Regions from separate parts of the Rattus norvegicus genome. Here region 2 is linked to region 1. The links are chromatin contacts, called in public Hi-C maps. All regions are on one chromosome and are shown on one strand. The core of a region is the stretch at or near the end of the contact, and the rest is flanking DNA. Distances in the headings are between cores, read along the strand shown.

Region 1 (4,993 bases), core at 940-3,439:
GGTAGAGACAAGGGGATCCCTCAGGGGCTTCCTTGTCAAAGGGTCTGGCTGAGTTGGTGAGCTCCAGGTGCAGTGAGAGACTCTGTCTCACAATAATAAAGAAGGTGGGGAGTGACTGGATGAATGAAGGTTCTTGGTGTTGCCCTCTGGTCTCTAAGTGTATACATCCATAGCCACACACACACACACACATGAACCTGTACGCACTAACATGTATATCTGCATATCACACACACTACACACACACACACACACACACACACACGGAGAGAGAGAGAGAGAGAGAGAGAGAGAGAGAGAGAGAGAGAGAGAGAAGTTCAGAATGAATTGTTCAAGGTACTACAGAAAATGATGAGATCCTAGTACCAATCCTACTCAGTGTATTCTTCAGTGCTACATAGCAAACCCAGGACCTGGCAAATGGTAGTTAGGTGCTAACTGATTCTGCTGGGGACATTACAACATCATGCATGCAGGACTAGTTAGATACATCATTACAGGGCCTCACCTGCATACACACACACGTGTGTGTGTGTGTGTGTGTATGTGTGTGCAAGTGTATGTATATGTGTGTATGTGTGTGTATGTGTATATGTGTGTATATGTGTGTATGTATATGTGTGTATGTGTGTGTATGTGTATGTGTGTATATGTGTGTATGTATATATGTGTGTGTATGTGTGTGTATATGTGTGTGTATGTGTGTGTGTGTATATGTGTGTATATATGTGTGTATGTATATGTGTGTGTATATGTGTGTGTATGTATATATGTGTGTGTATGTGTGTATGTGTATGTGTGTGTATGTGTGTGTGTGTGTGTGCACACTCAGGCACATACTTTAGCATGTGTGTGGGTGTCAGTGGATAGTCTGGATAATCTCAGGTGTGATCCTTACCTTCCTCTTTATCGTTACAGGATTCCTCCCACCTCTCCCTTCTGTCTCACCATAGTAACACTGGGATAACACACAGCATTTCCACACTTAGCTTTTCATGGGTTCTGGGGATTTGAACTTAAGTCCCCATGTTTGCACACCAAGCACCTTATCTGTTGAGCCAAACCACAGCTGGCTGATGGGAAAAAAACAAATGAACAAAAGAAAGACAACCCCCCCCCCAAAAAAAAAAACCCAAACCGAAGAGTGGATGAAAGAGTACAGGAAACGCTGTGCCCTGCAAGGACGGCGGGGAAGCTTGGTCTCCCGCTTGAGCTCCTCAGTGCTTTATGTGGGACCACAAGAGTCAGGAGTGCAGGGCTCCCTTGGGGGGCAGTTGACTCTGGCTGCTTGCCTGCTGTGTACCCCGCTTTCTCCCACTGAGCAGGTTTTATGGAGGCCAGGCTGAGCTCCCCAGGGAGCAAGACACTTCTCCTTGGCTCCAATCTTAAATTACAGCTCTCTGTGGGGAATAGCACCATGGAATCAGTGTGCAGACTAAACCCGAGTGTCACCAAGCAAATATTTCACATTTCATGTTAAATCATATCCTAAAACAAGTGTGAAGAACTGGGATTAAGTGAGAAATATACATTTAAGGGGCTGAGACGGCTTAGAATGAGGGTGAAATCCAGCCATACTATCCCGGTCCCTTCTTGGGGAGTCTGGGAACCCCGTTCCCTGTGCTGAATGTCCAGAGATGCACGAGGAGCAAGAGGTGTTGAGGCAGGATAGGGTGTGCTGTCGGGATGACAGCTGCTAGACACAGTGGCTGACAGACTCAGAAATGTACGTGCGGTTTGGGTTTGAGGAAAGAGATTTCTCTTATTATGCATACCCACAGCTAAAGGAGGGCGGGGCGAGGAGAGTAGGGCAAGGAGAGCTTGTGGGTAGGCGGGTAAGGAGGACAGAGTGCATGTTGCAAGGGGAGCAGAGAGCAGGGCAGGGAAAACAAGCAGAGTGGAAGTGTCTCTAGGACACCCCAGCATCCTTGCAGAATGACTCCGTGCTGAGCAAGCAGGCCACTTTCTTTAAACAGTTCCTTCACGGGACTCTCTGCTCGCCAGCAGCTTATGCAGCCTCACCGAGTGGTGTGGGGAAGGCACCCGCCCGGCTGGCTTTTATTCTGGTTTAGTAGTGGAGTGTGTCATGGAGCTTGCTGTGCACAGTGGAAAGGCAGGACCCTAGTGTGTCCCCGCCGCCATCCCCTTGCTCTGTGAGTTGGAGCTCCACAGGATCTGGGAGGCAGGCTATGGGTGCCAGCCAGGAGAGCTAGCTCAGCGGCAGGGCGGGGATACATGACACCTAGCCTTCGAGCCCAGCCCCCGGGGACAGAAGCAGGTGGCAGCTGAGGCCAGCCTTGCAAGAGGATCCACAGGGCTCTAGGGCTGTGCTAAAAGGAGGCAGCTTATTTTTAGTTGTTGGTTCCTCCCTATTAATATTGCTTAAGTGTCGGCTTATTTATCTAAGGGACCATGGAGCTTAAAAACTTAAAAAAAAATAAAATAAAAATAAAAAAATAAAAAATGTAAATTTGCAGCAAACACTGTAAGAATAACTTTGTGAAAACGATGATTTTTCCCCCTTCCTCCTCCTCTTCTTCCTCTTCTCGTTATTTTTTAAAAACAGGGTTGTGTGTATTTTTTTTAAAATGTCCCAGGCTGGCCATGAACTCATTTTTCCGCTAAGAAAATCGTCCTATCCTTCTGCCCCCTTGAGGGCACACCACCATGCCTTGTTTTATAGAATGCCTGGGCTAGAACACAGGGCATCTGCATGCTAGGAAAACACTCCAGCAACTGAGCTCCCTTCCAGCCAATCATTAGCTCCCTTCCAGCCAATCATTAGCTCCCTTCCAGCCAATCATTAGCTCCCTTCCAGCCAATCATTAGCTACCTTCCAATCATTTAATCACCATTTCTCTTTGGGGTTCCCTGTATGTTATACATGCCCAACTACTGTACCATCCCAACAGTATGATCCCGATGTGTGGACAGTTACCCTGGCAACATCAGGTTGTCTTTTCTTGTCACTCATTCTGAGTCTGCGTGGATGGGAGGGAGCAGACACTGTTGTGAACTGTAGGAGCTGATCAGGCAGCTTCTGCTCAGGAACAGACACTTGGCGCTATCACAGAAACTTCAGAGCATTCTGGAGTCCAGCAGACTGAGGTCAAGGTGTTGGCAGGGTTGCTTTTAGTCCTTCACTTGTATATAGATTGTGTCCTCACAGGGCTTCCTCTGTGTGTGTGTCTGTGCCACGACCTCTTTATAACAGCTTTGGCCATACCGGATTAGAGCCCATCCTGGGGGCCCCATCTTAATTTCCTTATAAAAAAAACTTTCTCTCGTTAAGAGGATACATTCCAAAGTATCATTGATTATGACTTCCAGCAAGAACATGTGGAAGGCTAGTGGATGTAGGATGGGGTGGAGACACGACTTAGCCTGTGACACTAGTAAAACGAAACGACCCAACTGGCAAGGGGAGGAGAAGACAGTTGAGCCATCTCTCCAACCTCCAGCTTCGTTCTTGAAGATGTGTGCCACCCTGGTGGTGCAGGCTGCATACCAGCTTGTTGGTACCCTCTGTGCCATGATGTTCCTTGTTGGACATTCATCCTGAGGCTTCTCTTCTCCTGACCTCTGACCCACTTCACCTTCACTGACCAACACTGGCCTCTTACATAGACTCCCAGAAAAGGAGGTGTGTGTGTGTGTGTGTGTGTGTGTGTGTGTGTGTGTGTGTGTAGAGGCCAGACAACAATGTTGGGTCTAATTCCTCAGGTGACATCTACTTTATTTATTTCTGAGACAAAAATCTCTCATTGGTCTGGAACTCAGTGAGTGGGCTAGCCTGGGTTGCCAACAAGCCCCAGGGCTCCACTTCTCTCCGCCTCCCCAGGGTTGAGGTTAAGACTACACACTGTTTCAACACCTAGCTTTTTTATGAGTTCTGGGGGCACTGAACTCAGGTCTTGCTGCTACAGTAAAACATGTGACCGAGATGTCATTGTGGCCTGAAAAATGGTCCTGTTGGTGAGGAAATTCCAGTTCAAGTTGTAATCCTTTCAGTTCAAGGCCCAGACCAAAGTAGACTGTCCCTCCTTCATACCTTTGTGCCATTTGTGCCTTGGAAGGCGTCTTAGTTAGGGTTTACTGCTGTGAACAGACACCATGACCAAGGCAACTCTTATAAGGACAACATTTAATTGTGACTGGCTTACAGGTTCAGAGGTTCAGTCCATTATCATCAAGGTGGGAGCATGGCAGCATCCAGGCAGGCATGGTGCAGGCGGAGTTGAGTTCTACATCTTCATTTGAACAGAATACTCCCTTCCAGGCAGCTAGGATGAGAGTTTTATAGCCCACACCCACTGTGACACACACCTCCTCCAACAGGGCCACACCTTCTAATAGTGCCACTCCCTGTGCTGAGTCTACACAAACCATCACAGAAGGGCCTGTAGGGATGAAGCTCAAGGGTACCAAGAGCCCCTCCTGGGGCGAGAAGCCCCCTCCCCCTGGGACTTGTGTCATGCTTTGATCTCATCCTGCAGGGCAGATGAACTTTATCTTGACCCAAATGGAAATGAGAGTCCCATTTTCTCTCCGTGCTCCCAGATCTACTGAAGAAAGCTGACGTGTGGCATCTAAAAGAGGGGAGGCACTGGTCTGTGGTGTCCGGGATGGCTGTTGCTGGGTGGAAAAGGTGCACATTCCCAGTGAGAGGCAGCGCTGGGTAGGGGGCGTGGTTATGGAATGTGGGGAGACAGATGATCTCTGACCCTTTCAGGGCTTTCCTTGTAGCCAACATGAAATCCCCAAGACACTATTTCTTCTCTTCATTTTTTTGCTTTGCAAGGGGAAATGCTTTGCAAATCAGAAGGTCAAGGCTCTTCCACGTGGAGAACCCTTTGGAACGGGACAGAAGTCCACTTTGTGCAGTAAATCAGTCCTTCTGACGATCTGTGATCCCAACAAGCCTCTGGACGTTCTGGTGTCCCATGGGCTCTGAGACCAGACCTCTTACCACAGGAATATGGAGTGGTTTAAC
Region 2 (4,993 bases), core at 624-3,123, 160 kb before region 1:
CCAGCCTGTCCCCTCTCTCTTAAGACAGGATCCTATGTAGCCCACAGTCTGGTCTCAAATGTGTTATATAGTAAAGGACTGGACAGAGACTCTCTTACAAGCATCACCTGTCAGTAAACAAAGCTTATGGCCAATGAGCTGAGGCAGGAAATAGGAGGTGGGACATCCAGCAGGGAGAGAGAGAATTCTGGGAGAGAGGAACATGGGAAATTTTCGGGGTTGCTGAGGAGATGGATGTAAGAAAACATGTAGCTGAACCAAGGTTCGAATAAAAGGGATAATAATTTATGAGTTAGTTTGAGAACAAACCAAAGCTTATGGCATACACATTTATTAATAAACAATTAGTCTCAGAGCCTTTATTTCTGGGAATTAAGTGGTTGGGAAGGAAAACTCGATTTTGCTTATTCCTCTGGCTGACCTGAAATTCACTATGTGGACCAGGATAGCCTCAAACTCACAGAGATCTACCTCCCTTTGTCTCCCTTGACTTTGGACTTTTGCGTTCACCTCTGGAGATTGCCATGCCTGCTTGTCTATTAATTTTTATAATTTTGATTTTTTTAAAAAAATATTATTTTCTGAGGCTAGGGAGGTGGCTCAGTTGGTAAAGCTGTGCCTAGAAAACAGAAGGGCTTGAGTTGTATCCTTCAGGACCCACGAGAAAAGGCTTGGTGTGACATCATGTGTTTGTCATATCAGCATTGGAGAGCAAGAGGCAAGAGGCAGGCAGACTCCTCACCTCACAGGCCTGCCTCGCTCCCACAGAAAGTTCCAAGACACTGAGATACTTTGCCTCAAAACCAAAACCAAACACAGAGAAGAAAAGAAAAATATCACAAAGACCTGGGATGGCTTGGTCAGTTACACGCTTCCTCCGGAAGTGGGAAGACTTGCTTGAAGCCCAGTACACAAGGAAAAGTCCAGATGCTGAACGCCTGGGATCTAGGGCTGAGAGGCCCATCTGGGGAGACCCTGTCATGAAAAAAACAAGCAAACAAATTGAACAAAAAACTATTAAAACGGAACAAAAACAAAGGGTGGTTACCACTTTTGTGCAATCTAAAGAAGTCTAATGTAGCAGGAACTGGGCTACCCTTCACTCTTTCTGACATAATAATCCACACACACTCTAATAGGAAATTGGGCCCAAAGATTAGGTTTATTTAGCATAAAATAGGCACTAAAACAAACACTAATTTCAATTACAGTTAAATGATATAAAACCTCACAAAACTCAACAATGTAATTAGGTTTGTTTGTTTATGTCAAGGCAGGGTCTCCCTATGTACTCCTCACTGTCCTAAAACTCACTATAAAGACCAGGCTGGTCTTGAACACACAGAGATCCACCTGCCTCTGCCTGGTCAGTGTCAGGATTAAAGATGTGTACCACTGTGCCTGGCCTAATTTTTTTTTTTAATTAGAGTTAGAAAACCTCTCTATAGTATATGATATTCCTTATACATTTTTGGGCACATGCTCTTTGAAGCCTCTACCCTTCCCCTTACTGTGACGATGACTTTAAAATATCAGAAATAAGCTCGAAAGACAAATCAGTCTTTTAAATAAAAGGTTTTCGCCTAACAACGTGGTTAAACTGTTTTTTGGAGGGAAGGTGGTTGTTGTGGTTGTTGTTGATCAGTCATGTTTGAGAAAAGTTTATTTTAGCTTCTCAACTCATTACTGCTGATGTACTGAGTCCACAGATCGCTCCAGCCTTTTGAAGTCACCTTCGCAGCAAGCTAGTCAAGCCAACTGTCTTTAAAAAAAAAAAAAAAAAAAAAACCACACCCTGTGTTTCTCCCAGGCCTACCTTGCCAGGGCTGTTCTTGGCAGTGGGGTGTGCCAAGGGAACTATGTAGCCAAGTCACATGGCTCTTGAGCTGGGAGTGGAGCCACAAATTGGCTGGATTCTTCTCTTGGGGATGACATTCATGTTCCACAGAGTCCACAGAAGGCAGAGTGTTACATAGACACTGGGACCCAGTACCTAAAACCCCTCTGAAGCTGCTGTTTCCTCCTGAGCCTGGGCTGGTCCCCGGGAATTAGAAGATCCGATCCCAAACACTACGTCTGAGATCAAAAAGAGGATAAACAAGATCGTGAAAATAATCATTAGTGGGGGCCGGTTGCATCCCACTCGTGAAGAAGGAGAGAAGCAACTCCCTCAGGTTCCAGTTGCAGACCCCATGCACATGTATGTGCACAGGCACCTGCACACACACAAAAGGGAGTGTAATTTAAAGATAAAAAAGGCAAATAGAAAACATAAAATAAGATGCTGGGAATAAATACAAAATTAGCAGTTGTAAGGAATGCTAACGACCCCATCTGCTTCAACAGAGGGATCATCGGAACTGAGGTGCGGCCTACTCATGAACCTTCACATCTGCAGGAGAGCTATGGCAAATAAAACCCAGTAAAACACTGAGCCGGTAAAGGTGTTGCAACATCAGTTGTGTGAAACTTTAGTCACCAGAGTTCAGCATAAGAGGGTCATCATTTAATTAAAAAAGAAAAGAGATTGGCTGCATAACCTTGACCACCTGATTCAGTCTCCGAGAGCCATGAAGAGAAGGAGAGAGCCAGTTCCCAAAAATGTCCTCTGTCCTCTGTGCGAGCACCATTGCACGGCTGTACGTGCACGAGTGCGTGTGCGTGCGTCTGTGTGTGAGAGTGTGTGTGTGTGCACACACATACACACTCTAATGGTAATGTTAATAATAATTATTATAAGAATTGCTAGGAAACTATAACAATCCTGAATTTGCACGTACACAACAACACTGCCTCAAAAATAACAAAGGTAGGTAGACTAAAATAAATCATTCGGTTCCCCAAAATGGTGGGTGAAGCCAATAATAGCTATAAAGTATAAAATATATTGAAAAATAGTTTTAATATATTGAGAAACACAATACTATTATATGATATTATAACAGTATACTATTATATAAAATAATAACGAAATATCATACTGTACCTATGGTCATACAACAATCCAATGTCAACAAACACTGTGATGACAAACAAGGTGTGCACAGCCTATTTTATATCATAATGCAGTGTGGCCAGAGATTTAAATACTAAGAAGGTATTTTATGAAGTCTATTGCTTTAGAAACCAAGATTGGCACTCCACGATGACAGGAGGGCTAGAGGGTGGGTAAAGTTCTTGCTGAGTAAGAGGGAGGACCAGAGTTCAAATCCTTAGCACCCATGTAAAAGCTGGGTGGGCACGGTGGCTATCTGCAATCCCAGTATACTGAAGGTGGAGCCAGAGATAGGAATCCCTGGAGCAAATGGGCTAGCACAGGCTAACCGAACATGGAACCTCAGGTTCAGCAAGAGACCTTGCCTCTATGTAGGGTAGAAAGTGCTCAAGGAAGATTTCTGATTGACATCAGCATTGGCTCTCAACACACACATGCAATGTACCCACGTGTGCCTGTGCACCCTACACACATGCAAACGTCCATACATAAATACACACACACACACACACACACACACACACACACACACACACGAAAGAAAAAAGATTAGCATGAGTAGATGATTAAATAGGAGATGGGAGTCAACATTATAAAGCACTTTCATGAACGGTGTCTGCTATTCAAAGCACCATGCACACAGTTAATAACTGTAGAGCCCCGCGGCTGCTCAAATAATTCTATAAGTGTTTCAAATCTGTCAAAGTACCACAATTTATTCATTGAACTGTTCATGAATGAGCATTTTGGTTATGTGACAGAGACCAGGGCTGTCCCTTTATGCCCTTTCTCTTCAAGTTTTAAAAATTATCTTATGTTTTTGCATGCATGTACATCTGTGCGTGCCTGGGGAGAAGGCAGCATAAGGTATCGGGGACCCTTAGGGAACTGGAATCAGGGAACTGGACTTACTGTGGGTGCTGGGAATTGAACCTGGGTCCTCTGGAAGAGCTGCAAGTACTCTTAGTCACTGAGCCTATTATCATCTCTGAAAATGGGTCTGGAACCAAACTGTCCCTTAAAACATTAATGCTTGCCGCCCATAAGCAAGAAAGTTTGGAGTAAGCAGGAAGTGAATAGTCTGGCTAGGGAACTGGTAGGATATTTTGTAGAATATTATATGCCTTATGTCCAAGCATTATATTACATTAAAATAACTTTGTTTGCATGTAAACATCTATTTTTGCAAGCCTCCATGACAGATATCCAATGGTGGGGCTTACAAAGAGGGAGACGTTCCCCAGGTACCCCTCTACTGCACGGAATGGGAGCCAAACCGCTGGATTGGAAACTTGATTGATGTTACTCAATGATTAATGCAGCAGGCGCTCTCCTTTCCCCTCCGAATCAGAAAGCGCTGGTTAAGCCCTCGGGATACATAAGTGCCTCATTTCCTAAGAAACTATAGTGAGATACAGGGAAGGCAAGGCTTCACAAAGCAATTAGGAGGAGGGCAGCTTAATCCATCCTCCTCTGATTGAAAAGCAGCTTCAGCCAAGGTACGGCCTGCAAAAATAAACTTTAATCTGCGAAAGAGTTTGCGGGAAAATTTGATCAAACAGGAAAAGAAGAGGGATGAATTAAAATAGCTATTAAGCACTCAGTTTCTGCCCTTCTGGTTTGTTTTCCTTTCTGTATATTGAGTCCAATAGCAGAAAATGCAGAAATAAGTGTACTTCAGATACTTTTCAGTCTGCACATGCCATGCTCGGGCAGTAGGAGGGTTTCCCTTTTTCTCAGTTTGTAACTGACATGCCGTGAAATGACGGGAACTACTTCTGATCTGTGCTGTTCTACTCTTTAGGATTAGGGGAGTCTTTTAGAACTGGAATCCTGGTAGGCAAAGGCTTCAGGGTAGGAGCTGGGGGCCAGGGAGATGGCTCTGTGGATGGGAGGGCTGTGACCAAGGCTGCTGAGCTCAAGGGGAGGAGGCGCCACTCAGTAGGAGAGACCAACACCTATGGGTTGTCCTCTGACCTCCATTTGTACCCTCACCGC

Evidence for each region. A called contact is a pair of places that touch in the nucleus more often than the background predicts.
Region 2: a Hi-C map of psoas muscle shows a contact between it and region 1, with 2.7 times the contacts expected there. The contact joins two enhancer-like sites. A contact is called at or near these places in 2 of 12 Hi-C or Micro-C datasets (liver and psoas muscle).

Annotation. Positions count from the first base shown.
Region 1 is chr1:47,786,642-47,791,634 of GRCr8, reverse strand. No RefSeq gene overlaps it. Among named protein-coding and RNA genes, the nearest start is that of Arid1b, 180 kb to the left of the region's middle. Within about 2 kb of position 2,189, at least 13 of the 93 cell types and tissues checked have an H3K27ac peak or open chromatin away from gene starts, as enhancers often do.
Region 2 is chr1:47,945,976-47,950,968 of GRCr8, reverse strand. No RefSeq gene overlaps it. Among named protein-coding and RNA genes, the nearest start is that of Arid1b, 26 kb to the left of the region's middle. Within about 2 kb of position 1,873, at least 12 of the 93 cell types and tissues checked have an H3K27ac peak or open chromatin away from gene starts, as enhancers often do.